4 separate regions of the Sus scrofa genome follow, and regions 2, 3 and 4 are each linked to region 1. A link is a contact called in public promoter capture Hi-C data. All regions are on one chromosome and are shown on one strand. Each heading gives the region's core, a stretch centred on a gene start, on an enhancer-like site or on the middle of the called end of the contact. The rest is flanking DNA. Distances are from core to core; before and after follow the strand shown.

Region 1 (3,124 bases), core at 394-2,893:
GAGGTTAAGAGCCACAGACATAGGTTCAGCAACTTGCTAGACGACATAAACCAAATCACCTCTCAGTCTCCATCCCCTAATTTGTAAAACGAAGATACTATCTCTTAGAGACAGTGTAATATTAAATGACATAATGCCACATCAAGAACTTAAACACACCTGGCACATACCAAGTGACCAATTAGCGCATAGCTAAGATTATACTACTCTTAGAGATACCTCATCAGAGAGGCAGACTGCAAGCCCTTAGTGTACCTTCCTTCAATGGGTCTTCAAGATTCTCTTGGAGTTCCCGTGGCTCAGTGGTTAACAATCCGACTAGGAACCATGAGATTGCAGGTTCAATCCCTGGCCTTGCTCAGTGGGTTAAGGATCCCGCGTTGCAGTGAGCTGTGGTGTAGGTCGCAGACATAGCTTGGATCCCAAGTTGCTATGACCGTGGTGTAGGCTGGCAGCTGTAGCTCCGATTAGACCCCTAGCCTGGGAACCTCCATATGCCGTGGGTACCGCCCTAGAAAAGGCAAAAAGACAAAAAAAAAAAATTCTCATTCCTGGAAGTCCCCTTGCAGAGTTAAGGATTGGGGTTGCCCCAGCTGAGGTGCAGGTCGAAACCACGGCGTGGAATCAATCCCAGTCCCGGGAAATTCCACAGGCCTCCAGTGAGGCAAAAAAAAAAAAGGATTCTCATTCCCCCATTCCCAAAATGGGGAAGAGGCCAAGCTCTGTCCTGAAGCACTCCAGGTCAGCTACGAAAGGGGCTGGAAAAGCTGTTACACTCATATCACCCTGTCACACTCTTCCCAGTAATCATATGAAATTATCTTTTCCGTGTATTAATTTTCTTATTTACTATCTTCCCACCATAATGTGGAAGCCTGGAAAGCAAGCCTTTGCTCGCCTGCTCCTGGGTGAATAGCCAGCGCTTATCACAGTGCCTAGCACCTAGTGGACGTCCAACAAATACACACGAAGAAAGCAAGAAGTCCAATGAGCTGGCTTCCGAAGGCACCGCCACAAGAGCTTTCTGATATAGGACTCTCTCTCTCCTCCCCGTTTTACAGATGAGGAAACCTGAGGCCCGGAAGGTTACAGCACCTGCTCAAGGTAGCACAGCAGGGAATTCAACACAGGTTTGAACCCAAAACCTGAACTCTTAACCCTCAAATAGCACCGTTTCCTACAATGAAGGTCCTCAGAGATGCCAGCAGGACCCACATCAACCACATACACGCGCTCTTCCCGCTCCGGCCACCCCGGAACCTCTTGCCTCCGCAGTCCAGGTTCCACCGCTCGGCCTCGGCCGCGGCCCATAAGCCCCCACGCCGCCAACAGGCAGCCCCCACTTCCGGCCCGAGGCCCCGCCCCCCCGCGGCAGTGCGGAGAGCGCGCGCCCCTCAGCCCAGCTCGCGCGCGCCGGGTCACGGCCCCGCCCTTCCCCCACCCCGCCCGAACCGCACACCCGTGAGGGAGCGGCCCGGTCGCTGTCGGCACGGCCGGCCTGCGCCTGCCTGGCCCCAGGCCCACCCGACCGCCCCCCGGCCGCCGCCCCGTGCCCGCCAGCCGGCTCACCGGCTCTCCGCGGGACCACGTCCGCTGTCCGTACCCGGCTCCGGTTCCGTCTTCGTCTAGTTCAAACCGCCCGACCCCGCCCGCTCACCCGCGCGATGACCTCACACGCACCCCCCCCGTTACGCGCCGACGTAAAGGCTCGTCATCGCCCGCTGCTCCTTTTATAGAAAGGGACTAAGCCGCGGTCGGGGGAGGAACCTGATCCTTGATCGACGGCTTAGGTGCCCAAGGGGCGGGGCGCCGGCTGCTGGGTAATGCAGCCGCGCGGTCTACCGCAACCAATGAGATTCCCACCTCGGACCAGTGTGACTCCGCCTAGAAGGCGGGATCCAGTTACAAATTCTCCACCCCAGTAGCCAAAAAAAAATTTTTACAATGAATTTCTAGAAAACCGGGTTATTGGGTAAAAAAGTAAATTGATAGACGCCTTGAGGAAAGACTTAAAAGTCACCTCAGAGACACATTCTGTGACTATTCTATGTAAAATGAACCTGAACCTCGTCCTTCTTTTTTCCACATGGTCATCTTGTTTGTTTATGCCTTTATTGTCTGCCTTTCCATGACTTTCACGGAAGCGAGGATCTACTCGGTCCTGTCCTCACTGTGTCCCTGAGCCTGATACATGGGTTCTTAGTAGAGAACTTGCTGGTTGAATTACACCCATTTTACAGAAGAGGAAACTGAGTGTCGGAGAGGTCAACTCCCCATTATCACAAAGGCTGATCCAGGTTTCGAGCTGGTTTTCTGGTAGAAATATCACTTATTCATGTGTAACAAATATTTATTTTCCCTGATCAATCAAGCCCTAGGGATTTGGTGAAGAGCAAGAGCCAGACATAGCCTCTGAGTCTCCAGTCTGGCAGGGAAGGCAGAACACATAACTAATTACACAAATCGCTGTTTAATTACAAACCAGACTTAGTGTTAGGCAGGAGTAGATGGCTGGAGTGATGACACCTGCATTTCAGGGAGTAGGTTCCTGGAGGCCCCTTCTGGGCCAGGTCTCACCCAATTTGTTGCTGAAGGGGATGGGGCTGGGAGGGGGTAGGTAAATTGTTCAGGGAAGAATGGGGTGGAGAGCTGGGGCAGGAGCTATTTATGAACCAGCCTGAGGCATTTCATTATTTTAACCACCCATACTCCTGGGTTGTCTCTCCAGTCTGCAGTGCTCCAAGAGTACAGCACGAGGAAACCTGACCTCATCAGAGCAGTGAGGAAGGATTCCAAGAGACAACATTTGCCCTAAAAGGTGAGATGTTAATCTGGCAAAAGACTTAGGGTAGGAAAAGGCAAACAAGAGGAAGCAGCAAAGGAGCCCTGGAACCAAATTATTATAGCAATGGTAGTATATTAGCAGTATAATGAATTGATACAAAGTAGGGATGAGTAAAGATATTCAAAAATGCTGTGGGCAATAGAATGGTTTACACCCATCTTAGACACAAGGACATTAAGTTTCCAACAGGCTAAGTAAATTTCATAAATAGCAAAGCCAGCAGAGCAGGTCTGGGTTCCAATCCTGACTCCACTAGGAGTTAGAATCAACTGCGATGTG
Region 2 (3,338 bases), core at 367-2,866, 630 kb after region 1:
TTACCTGCTGAGGAAGCAACATACAGGCACACCTAGAAAACTAGTTTGGACTAAGTGACTTCAGTTTTGGTTCTGGTTTCTTTCCTTCTTTTTTTTTTTTTTTTTTTTTTTGCTTTTTTAGGGCCACACTTGCGGCATATGGAAGTTCCCAGGCTAGGGGTCAAATCGGAGCTGCAGCTACCGGCCTACACCACAGCAACTCAGGAGCTGAGCCAAGTCTGCGACCGGATCCCTGACCCACTGAGCAAGGCCAGGGATCGAACCCGCATCCTGATGGATACTAGTCAGATTCGTTTCCACTGTGCCATAATGGGAACTCCCTAGTTCTGGTTTCTTGACAAACAGAACATCAGCCGAGTTTCTGTAAGGAGACTGGGCTAGTCCTTCATAGATCTACTTCCAGCGTTCTGCACCAGGAGCCAGCAAGTCCTGACCCACTTTCCTTGTACAGCTTGTCCATACACCCTTATCCTCACACAGGCTTCATCCTAATGAGCTGTGTGGCCCTGTAGGAGCATAGGTAGGTGATGGAGCCACGCGGGGCTGGTATAGTGCTTTTCAAAACAAAATTACAGACCATCATAATCACTGGAGTCTTATAAAAGTGCAGATTCCTGGGCATCACCTAGCCTTACGAATTAGAATCTTTGGAAACTGCATTTTTAACAAGTCTCCCCCATCACCCCTCCCCCCCCCGCCGCCCAGTCTTACGCACAGTAAAGTTGAGAACCAGTGGGATAAAAGCTCCCCAGGAGAGAGGCAGGGAGTTGAGAAAAGGCAGGATAAATGATTAGGGATGGATGTGGGGATGGAGAATGCATGGGGGGCGGGTAAAAGCATGCTTCGGGGCACTGGCAGGCGTTACAGGTGCGCGGTGGGAACAGTCGAGGGTAGTAGTGAGGACATGGCTTGGGCTGGGAGGCTGGACAGAAGTGAGGTCGCATCCGCGTACTAGTCAGGATAGTGGAGAGGCGGAGTGGCGGAGAGAGCGGGGTTTGGACGTGAGAAGGAGCGAAGGTGGAAATAATGGGGGGCTCTTCAGAAGGGACAGGGCTGGGATGTGAAAATTGGAAAGTGGAGGTCATAATGGAAGGGACCAAAGTCAGAATAAGAACTGGCGGAGGGTGCAGCCAAGACCTTTCCTCCGACCCTGTGCCTCCCCCAAAACTTCGGGCCTTGACAGGCCTGAGTGCAGGGCAAAGGCCGGGGCAAGGGGCGGAGTTTATGGATAAACGAGTCCAATCAGGAATGTCTCTCAGGCCTGAGCTAGGGGTCGTGGAGATGGATCAGACCAGGAATAGGACACCAGAGGGTCCTGGGATCCCCGGAGGGCCCCGCTCCTTCTCCGGCTCCCAGAGTCTCCTTCACTCACCATCCCCGCCGCCATCTTGGATCCACGTGTCGCCGTAATGACGTCAGCGGAAGTGGTGTTTCCTTGGTTACGGAGTTGAACTCCTTGAGGTGCTGCCTGGCTTCAGTCGCTCCTGTGGTCACGGTGAGTGGAGGCACGAAGGAGGCTTAGTTCCTGATCGGTAGCCTGGTCTGGGCAATCAGGTCGCTGATTAGGTGAAAAGAGAGGATGGTGTAACTATGGGGACCATATTAACTTCTGGCAGAACCTGCTCCTCCCCCTCCTGCCACTGCATTGTGGGTAATGGCGGTGTGCGTAAACGCGCTTGTTCTGTGGGCTCCATCTTTACTATTGGCAGGGAGACCCTTTGCCAGGGTTACCTGAGGTTCCCCACTGGGTCGGTACCAGGGCTCTATTAACCGAATAATTTGTAATTATGTTTTTAATTATTTGCTTGAATATTCTATATCCTCTCCAATAGATTATAATCCCTCTGTGGGTAAGATGCTGTCTTTAACCTCACTGCCTCATTCGTATCTGTGAAATGGAGAGGGGATTATTATAATACCTTCATTATAGACTTACGGTAAGGATCCAGTGACATAATGTTATGTAGTATTATTCAATAACTAATTGTCATTATACCGTTTTTTTTGTTTGTTTGTTTTTGTTTGTTTTTTTTTTTGGCCGCACCCACTGCCTATGGAAGTTCCTGGGGCTAGGGATCAAACACACTTGATAGCAGCAATCTGAGCCACAATGATAAAGCCGAATCCTTAACCTGCTGAGACACCAGGGAACTCCTCATTATACTCTTATGTATACTCCTTTGAGCATATGGTGGATGCCAATGAATGAAGGAAAAACAGCATAGTTAGTGAAGGAAGACTATATATAATACACACACACACACACACACACACACACACATACTTTTTTTTTTCTTTTTTTTTTTGGCTGCTCTGCAGCATATGAAGTTCCTCTGCTAGGGGTCAGCTCTGAGCTGCCAGATTCTTTAACCCACTGTGCCAGGCCAGGGATCAAACCTGCCTCCTGACACTGCAGACTCTGATGATTCAGTTGTGCCACAGCAGGAATTCCAGGGGAAGACATTTTTGAATGTGGATTTCACCATGTGCTAGCTACCTAAGCGTATGACTCAAGGCAGGTCACTCAACCTTCCTAAGCCTCAGTTTCCAGTATCTGGAAAAGGGAACCCAAAGAGTTGTGGTGTTATCATTGGTCCATGTATCACTGTGAAGTGGATATAGTACCTGTGCTATCTGTAACTGTTAGGGGAAGTTGTTAAAATAATAATGGTTAATAATAATCACTTACTGAACATTTGCTGTGTGCTACAGTGTTTGGCATTATGCAAAAACTATTCGTAAGACTCTAGTCTAATCCTACCTTTTGGTAGGGGGTCAATTGAACTTTGATTCCCCACCTATGAGCATGACTGTGGTGGATTGTGGGCAAAGACGGCTGCCAATAAGCCCTCTCATCTTTGCATGAGGATGCTGTTTCTCCCATCAAGGAGTAAGCTATTTCTCCTCCTTTTGAATCTGGCTGGTCTTATCACTTGCTTTAACCCATAGAATGTTGTATAAATGACCCTGCCAATTCTGAGTCTAAGCCTGAAGAGACTTGGCAGCTTTTGCTTCTATTATCTTGGGTCTAAAGATGTCTGGCTACCCAGCTGGAGAGCCACATGGAGGAGGGAGGCCCAGCTAACTCCTCAAGATACTCTAGATTCCAGCTGAGCACTAGAATGTAAATGAAATCATCACAGACATTCTAACCCTAGCTGAACTGCCAGCCGAATGCAGCCATATGCATAATCTTATCTGATGCCACATGGAGCAAAAAACCTGCCCAGCTGAGCCTAGTTGTTTTAGATTTTGGAGTAGTTTCTCATGCAGCAATAAATAATTGAAACACATATGTAATAACTCCTGTGACCCACACAACCACCCTGAAGAGTAGC
Region 3 (3,374 bases), core at 203-2,702, 530 kb after region 1:
TTGCTGAGATACAGGCGTGAGCACGGACAAGGTCTCTCCCTTCAAGGCCTTCACAGTCCAGCCAGGGGGACATTAAACATATAGTGATAAGGAGTTCCCGTTGTGGCTCAGTGGTTAACGAATCTGGCTAGGAACCATGAGGTTGAGTCCCTGGCCTCAAATCAGTGGGTTAAGGATCCGGCATTGCCACGTGCTGTGGTGTAGGTCACAGCTGTGGCTTGGATCTGGTGTTGCTGTGGCCATGACGTAGGCCAGCAGCTACAGCTCCAATTGGACCCCTAACCTGGGAACCTCCATATGTCACAGGTGCGGCCCTAGAAAAGACAAAAAACAAAAACATACAGTGATAAATTTTGATACATTCAAAAAATAAATTAAAAAAAAAGATACATCCAAAATAAAATTTAAAACGTTTGGTGATAGAGAACAATTTGGAGAAGGTTATTTGGGTTGAGGTCAGTGAAGTGCTTTCTGGTGACATTTAAGCTCTGGCTGAGGATGGGGAGGAGCTGGTCTGGCAGAAGGCAAGAAGAGGGTGTTCCAGGCAGAGGGACTAGCATAGGCAATAGCAGAAGCTGCAGGATCCAAGCATGTGTAAGGAACAGAAGGGATAACTGTGCCTACAGCTGGAGAATCTGGGAAGAGTGTGGTGGAGATAACGGGCAGAGGGCCAAATCTTCATGGTCAGGAGTCTGGAGGATGTTAGGAAGGAATGATTTTAACAATAAAAATCCACCATCCCACTTAAACTGCAGCCCTCAATCAGCCTTTAGATTCTTCCTTACCCTGCTCTATTTTATTTTCCCATAGCGCTCATCCTCTCCTAAGATACTGTGTAGTTACTTATTTTTTATGTTTTCCTTTTATGGTCTGTCTTTCTCAACTAAAACGAAGGCTTTTCAAGGGCATGGAGCTTTGCCTTATCACCACCGTATTCCCAGAGCAGAGAATAGGGCTGGGCACAGAGGAGGCGCCCTGTGAATATTTGTTGAATGAATGAAAGAATCGCCCAGAGGAGCGTTGCATCAGTGACAACAAGTCCTGCCCCACTACATTTAGTGGACTGGGCTGGCTTAGACCTCGAGCCAAGACACTTAAACTCTCCTGGCCTCAGTATTCTCATCTGCCAAATGGAAGCTTGGACAAAGAGGGCCCTCAGTGCCCTGGCAACTAGGGCAGAGAGGCAAGAAGCAGGCCCTGCCCCTCGCTGGGGTCTTTTCTCGGACATGCCAAGGCGTCTCTTGGGTGCCTCAGAGGAGCGGCTTCTCCTCTCTGGGCCTCAGTTTCCCCATCTGAGCAGAGGGCTCAGGAGGCCTTACCCATGCATGGGCAGTAGAGCAGATAACCGGCCGGGTCCCAGGAGACCGCAGGCAGCCCCGGGAGCGGCAGAAGTAGCAGCAGGAGAGACACAAGTGGCGGCAGGGGCGACGATGCCCACGCGGCGGCGCCCATATCTGCTCCGGAGCCCGAGCACGCAACGGCGCGGAGGCGGGGAGTGAAGGAGGGGCGCGAGCGTCCGCCCCGCTCCCGGCGGTCTGCGCGCGCCGCCCGCGCACCGCCCCGGCCGCTCTAGCCGGCGGGCGGGCGGGACCATAGAGAGCCCGCGGCACCGCCCCCTCCCCTGCCCGAGCTCCCGCTCGCGCGGCTCCCACAATGCACCGCACAATGGCCCGACCGCCGCCACTACCGGGGCCTGAGCGGGCCTGGCGGAGCCCGAGCGCGGCCCGGCCCGCAGCGCGGGGCCCCGAGCGCGGTGAGTGCCGACGAGGGCCCCGGGGGACGGCGGGGAGCGGGGCGGGAGGCCGTCTTGTTGCGCCCGCGCTCCCCGCTCCCAGAGCGGCGGCGCCCCTCATCGCGGGCCCCTCAGCGCGGTCGCCCACACCCCCGACCGGAGGTCCCCTTTGCTCCAGCGCGGACCCAGATAGGCCCCAGGGAGACAAAAACTCTCCCTGGACCCGATATCCGGGTCTGGGGTACCCGAAGAAACCCTCTGCCCCCCTCCTTTCCGAGACCTGGAGATGTAGCCCTGGGGGGGTCACCCACTCCCGACCCCCAGGCTCCCTGGAGACCCAGATAACGCGCTGCTGACCTTACTAGGAACTCGGGTCTGGGGGACGCAGATAAGCTGCACCTGCTCCCTCCCTTTAGACACGCCTACCCGGACCCACATAACCCCCTTTCCTGCTCCAAATAGTGCGCTCTTTCCCTTCTGTTCTATTCCCCGCAACCACATAGCCCTTTTTGAGCCTTTTCCCAAATATTTGGTTCTGGGAAACCCACATGAGCCCTATGCAGAAACCCCTTCTCGAGGGTCGTAACCCCCAAGCCCTAGACAGCTTACACCCAGTACCATTTTGAGTCTTGAAATTCAGGGAATTCGCTTTTAGCCCCTTTAACCTACCAGCCCTTGGTAATCCGCCCTGCTCCCTCCACACCGTCTCTTTCTTTGCGGGTCGGTGGGTTCCTCTTAGGGACCCAGATAACTTGCTCCTCCCTACCTCTCATCCCTGAAACCCGAATTTCTGTCCCTGGCCTGGCAGCCGTCCACCCCCAGCCCTCCCAGCTAAGGCGTTTAACATGCCTGCCCGCAGTATGGTGGTCTAGAAACTGCCCAGGAGCCAGGGGGTTCCCTGCAAATTCTGTCCCAGGCTGTGGCCCCAGCTGGGTGGGGGAAAGGGACCTGTAAGCTGCAAGATAAGGGGACCTCAGGTGTGGGGAGTTGTTGATGTTTTCACCTACAAGTGTACCTGTTTGCTGGCTTGTGTGTATTCCCACCTGTCTGCCTGGGACTCTGAAATAGTCTGGCCTGGGGTTTCTAACCCTACCCCCCAAGGTGAGGCCTCCAGGTTGGGGTGGGAAGTCTAATCAGGTTTCCCCATTCCTGAAAATGGGGCTGTAGTGAGTTGCAGCCATTTGCTCAAGGCCTTCTCAGGAGTGGGAGGCAGCGGGAATCAGAGGAAACAGTGAATCAAAGAGACTCCAAAGAGGGCCCATCTACACTGACAGAAGAACTAGCAGCCCGAGAGTAAATCCAACCCCTGTTAATCCTGTTTGATGTCTCTTGGAATGATGCAAGTCATTGAGACACTCCAGCCTCCCTGTAATTTAATTCTCCCACCACTCTGGAGTGTGTGTGTGTGAGTGAGTAAGTGAGTGGGGCAGCTATTCCCATTCGCCTTTTTCCTTCTCACTGTTTTCCAGCCAGTCAGTGTGTCTTTGGGATTTGTTTCTAATGCCCAGGTCAGGACCTGTTTTTTTAATCTCTTAAGTCTATTTATAATTTCCCACTTGCTGTTTTGAGTTCTGCTTAAGGGAAGATTCTGTCCACCCCAAGGAAAGTTCCTGGGTGTGTTTCCTCCTCGGCAGGTGTTGAA
Region 4 (3,425 bases), core at 339-2,838, 680 kb after region 1:
AAGGGAAGCTGGACCGCCCAGAGAAGTGGCGGCTCAGGCTTAAAGTCACTCTCGAGCCTTCCCAGGTTCTCAGCCAGGCAGTTCTGCTATTTATCTGGGCATCCTCCCGGAGGGTTCGGTCCCCCCATCCGGCCACCTGTCATCCGCTTCCCCGACGGTCCCTTCCAGCTGCAGCCCAACCTTCCCCGCTCTCCACCCTGGGCTCCCTCCGCAGCCCGAAGACCGTCAGGCCAAGGTGACGAGCTGATGTCGCCCGATCCTGGGTCCGAGAAACTCACCTGGGCGCCCGTTCCTCCTCCGGTGGGCAGCCCGGGTCCTCGCAACTGGAGCGACCCCCCAGCTCGGCAGATCCCGGGGTGCCCGGGCGCCGGTGCCGCAGGGAAGAGAGAGTGACTTTGGAGAAGAGGCTGGGGCTGCGCTCCGAGGTGTTTCGGTGCGTTGTTTTTTGGGGGCCCCTCTTGGCTGAGCTGTCTGCGTCCCTCCCAATCGCCCAGAGTTGCGCCCGGGCTAGGACCTGGGACGCCTTGGCGCCCACAGACCATCTGGGCGCTTTAGCCGCGCCCGGAGTGGTGCTAACCCCGCCCCCGAGTATCCTAAACCCGCCCCCGAAGATTCTAACCCGACCCGGGTTATTCTAATCTCCGTCCCCACCTCCCCAAAATCCTAATCCCACCAAGTAGGAAATTATTTTTAAACCCCGCCCATCCAAAACTTCTAACCCTGTCCCCAAGAATCCTAACCTCCTTCCAGAAGGATAACCCCGCCTCCAAGAATTTTAACCGGTCTCTCAAAGGTCATAACCCCCAGATAACCTAATGCCTTCTCTAATGTATTCGAATTCCATCTCCCAAAGCCCTAACCCCGTCCCAAAGGATTCTAAACCCCGCCCTCCCCAGAACCCCAACACCCCATCTCCTCCCAAGGTCTTAATTCTGCCCTGAAGGATTTTGATTCTCACAGCGGAAGGAATTTTAACCTCGCCTACGGGAGGTTTCTAGTTCTGCCCCCAGGATTTTAATCCCGGCCAACCAAAGGCTTCTAAAAAAGATTCTAACCCAGGCCTCAAGATTTATGACCCTAATCCTAAAGATTCTAATCTCTCTCTTAGGTGATCCTAACCTGTTCCCACAGGATTTTTTTTTTTTTTTTTTCTTTTTAGGGCCGCACCCCGCGGCACATGGAAGTTCCCAGGCTAGGGGTCAAATCGGAGCTACAGCTGTCGACCTACGCCACAGCCAAAGCAACTCGGGATCCGAGCCTCGTCTGCGACCTATACCACAGCTGACCGTAATGCTGGATCCTTAATCCACAGAGCGAGGCCAGAGATCGAACCCCTATCGTCATGATACTAATCGGTTCTTAACCCGCTGGGCTACATCAGGAACTCCCTCACAGGATTTTAATACCCTTTAAACGCCCGACCCCCCCCTTCCAGATTCTCATCGACCCATTCAAAGATTCCATTCCTGACCTCCAGGATTTCTGATCCCACCTATTAAAGGATTCTAAACCGATTCCGGAGGATCTTCACCCCACTGTCGTCATTCGTACAGGATTCTAAATCCACTCCCCCTCCTCCAAGCATTTCGACCTGTTTCCCCACCATTCCAAACCCCTCCTTCTAGCCCAGGCCCCTCCCCCAGGCCGGGTCCTAAGCCTTCCCATCCCTTCTGTGGTCTGCGGTTTCCGCTCTGCAGGCCCCTCGCTATTCAAATCCATGCAAAGTGCCCTGCCCGCAGGAACCAGCCTAGCTCACTCCTTGTCGGTTTCCGGGTAGCTCAGAGGAGTTCCAAAACTGAGTGACGGCAAGTGGAGGCCGCACATGAAAGAGATGTGCCCAGCGCCAGGCAAGGGCACAGCATATCTCCACCTGGAAAGAGAAGGATTCTCACCCAAAATTCTGCTGAACACACCTCCAGAATCCTACTGCGTCTCTGTAGTCCCACTGCTCCTAGCCAGTTCAGGCCACCTTCATCTCTCATTCATTCATTCAGCAATACTGTGCTGGGCTCTGGGCTACACAGGGCTTCTCAACCATGGCACTGGTGACCTTTAGGTCCTGAAATTCTTTGTCTTGGGGGCTGTCCTGTGCATAGTAGGATATTGAAAAGAATTCCTGAATTTCATCCACTAGATGTTAGTAGCAAACCCTCTTCCCCATTCGTGACAGCTAAAAATGTATCCAGACATAACCAAATATCTGAGGAGGGGTGGGAAGGGAGAACAGAAACTTGAATGAGAAAGATAATAACCCTGTTCTTATGTGTTTGGTGTGTGTACCTAAATACATGCCTGCACTTTTAAAAAGCAGATAATGTTTTGATTGTGTGCTTGATTTACTTGGGTGGTAGGTATTCAGTTTTGCCTTTTTTCCCCACTCTATCACTCGATACTGTTACTATCTAGCTATGCTGCCAAAGGTAGTTGTCTACATCCTCCATAGTCTATGTATCCATTCCCCTAGTCATGGATGCCCAGACGGCACACTACTTCACAGTACCATAAACACAGCTGCAATGGACCGCCTCATACGTGTCTCCTTATGAACCCATGTGAGAATTTCATAAAGAATTGCTTGACCAAGAATGCTTACGTAATGGCTGCTGCCTGGATTCCTCTCCCACCACTTCCCCATATCTTTTTTTTTTTTTCCCCTGCTTTTTAGGGCTGCACCCACCACATATGGTGGTTCCCAGGCTAGGTGTCCAATCAGAGCTGCAGCTGCCAGCCTACGCCACAGCCACAGCAACTCAGAATCTGAGTCGCTGTCTGGGATCTACACCACAGTTTATGGCAACGCCGGATCTTTATCCCACTGAGCAAGGCCAGGGATGGAACCTGCGTCCTCATGGATACTAGTCAGATTGTTTCCACTGAGCCACAGTGGTCACTTCCCCATATCTTGATTGACCCTTGACACCATCTACTGGTCTTAATTTGAATTCCCAAGAAGCAGACCTTAGACATGGATTCAAGTGAATGTTGATTATTTGGAAGATACAAAAATCACTAGTAAGGACGTAAATGATTGAGACAGGGCAAGAGAAGGAAGCCAGTTAAGAGAGTATCATCAAGCTCCAACCGTGGGCTCCTAGAGCTCAATCCCATTGGGGAGCAAACACTGCAGACAGTGTGCTATGCCCACTTCAGAGTTTTCCCACCCGAGACATGAGGGAGGTGGGGCATTTATATACCAACTCCTGGCAGACATTGGATGAGGGTGCTCCTCCCAGTGGGGGAGGGTATTAATACTCCAGCATTTCTGGCTTGCCCCGTCTATGCTCCAGCCACCAGAAAGAGCCCCTAGGACGAGAGAAGCAGGTTCTGGGAGCATGAGGGAGTCATGGTGGCATTAGCTACATCTTCTTCCACAAGTATGCCATTCAGATGGCAAAGGACCACTGAGAGCTGAAACATTCTCCTGT

Evidence for each region. Promoter capture Hi-C pulls out the DNA fragments that hold promoters and counts their contacts.
Region 2: a promoter capture Hi-C map of fetal liver shows a contact between it and region 1, with 3 times the contacts expected there. The contact joins the promoter of TM9SF4 here to the promoter of MAPRE1 in region 1. A contact is called at or near these places in 1 of 5 promoter capture datasets (fetal liver), 1 of 47 Hi-C or Micro-C datasets (heart right ventricle) and 1 of 2 datasets of contacts at active chromatin or transcription factors (alveolar macrophages).
Region 3: a promoter capture Hi-C map of fetal liver shows a contact between it and region 1, with 4 times the contacts expected there. The contact joins the promoter of POFUT1 here to the promoter of MAPRE1 in region 1. A contact is called at or near these places in 1 of 5 promoter capture datasets (fetal liver) and 1 of 2 datasets of contacts at active chromatin or transcription factors (alveolar macrophages).
Region 4: a contact with region 1 is called in a promoter capture Hi-C map of fetal liver, with 4 times the contacts expected there. The contact joins the promoter of HCK here to the promoter of MAPRE1 in region 1. A contact is called at or near these places in 1 of 5 promoter capture datasets (fetal liver) and 1 of 2 datasets of contacts at active chromatin or transcription factors (alveolar macrophages).

The regions. Positions count from the first base shown.
Region 1 is chr17:36,389,288-36,392,411 of Sscrofa11.1, reverse strand. It overlaps MAPRE1 (microtubule associated protein RP/EB family member 1), which reads right to left and starts at 1,643. Exons shown (of 7, transcript NM_001044613.1): 1 at 1,570-1,643.
Region 2 is chr17:35,763,381-35,766,718 of Sscrofa11.1, reverse strand. It overlaps TM9SF4 (transmembrane 9 superfamily member 4), which reads right to left and starts at 1,616. Exons shown (of 18, transcript XM_005672825.3): 1 at 1,373-1,616. The coding sequence starts at 1,387.
Region 3 is chr17:35,854,746-35,858,119 of Sscrofa11.1, reverse strand. POFUT1 (protein O-fucosyltransferase 1) reads right to left here and starts at 1,452. Exons shown (of 7, transcript NM_001129952.1): 1 at 1,320-1,452. The coding sequence starts at 1,452. It overlaps PLAGL2 (zinc finger protein PLAGL2), which reads left to right and starts at 1,556. Exons shown (of 3, transcript XM_003359941.5): 1 at 1,556-1,753.
Region 4 is chr17:35,706,712-35,710,136 of Sscrofa11.1, reverse strand. It overlaps HCK (tyrosine-protein kinase HCK), which reads right to left and starts at 1,588. Exons shown (of 13, transcript XM_021078145.1): 1 at 1,493-1,588.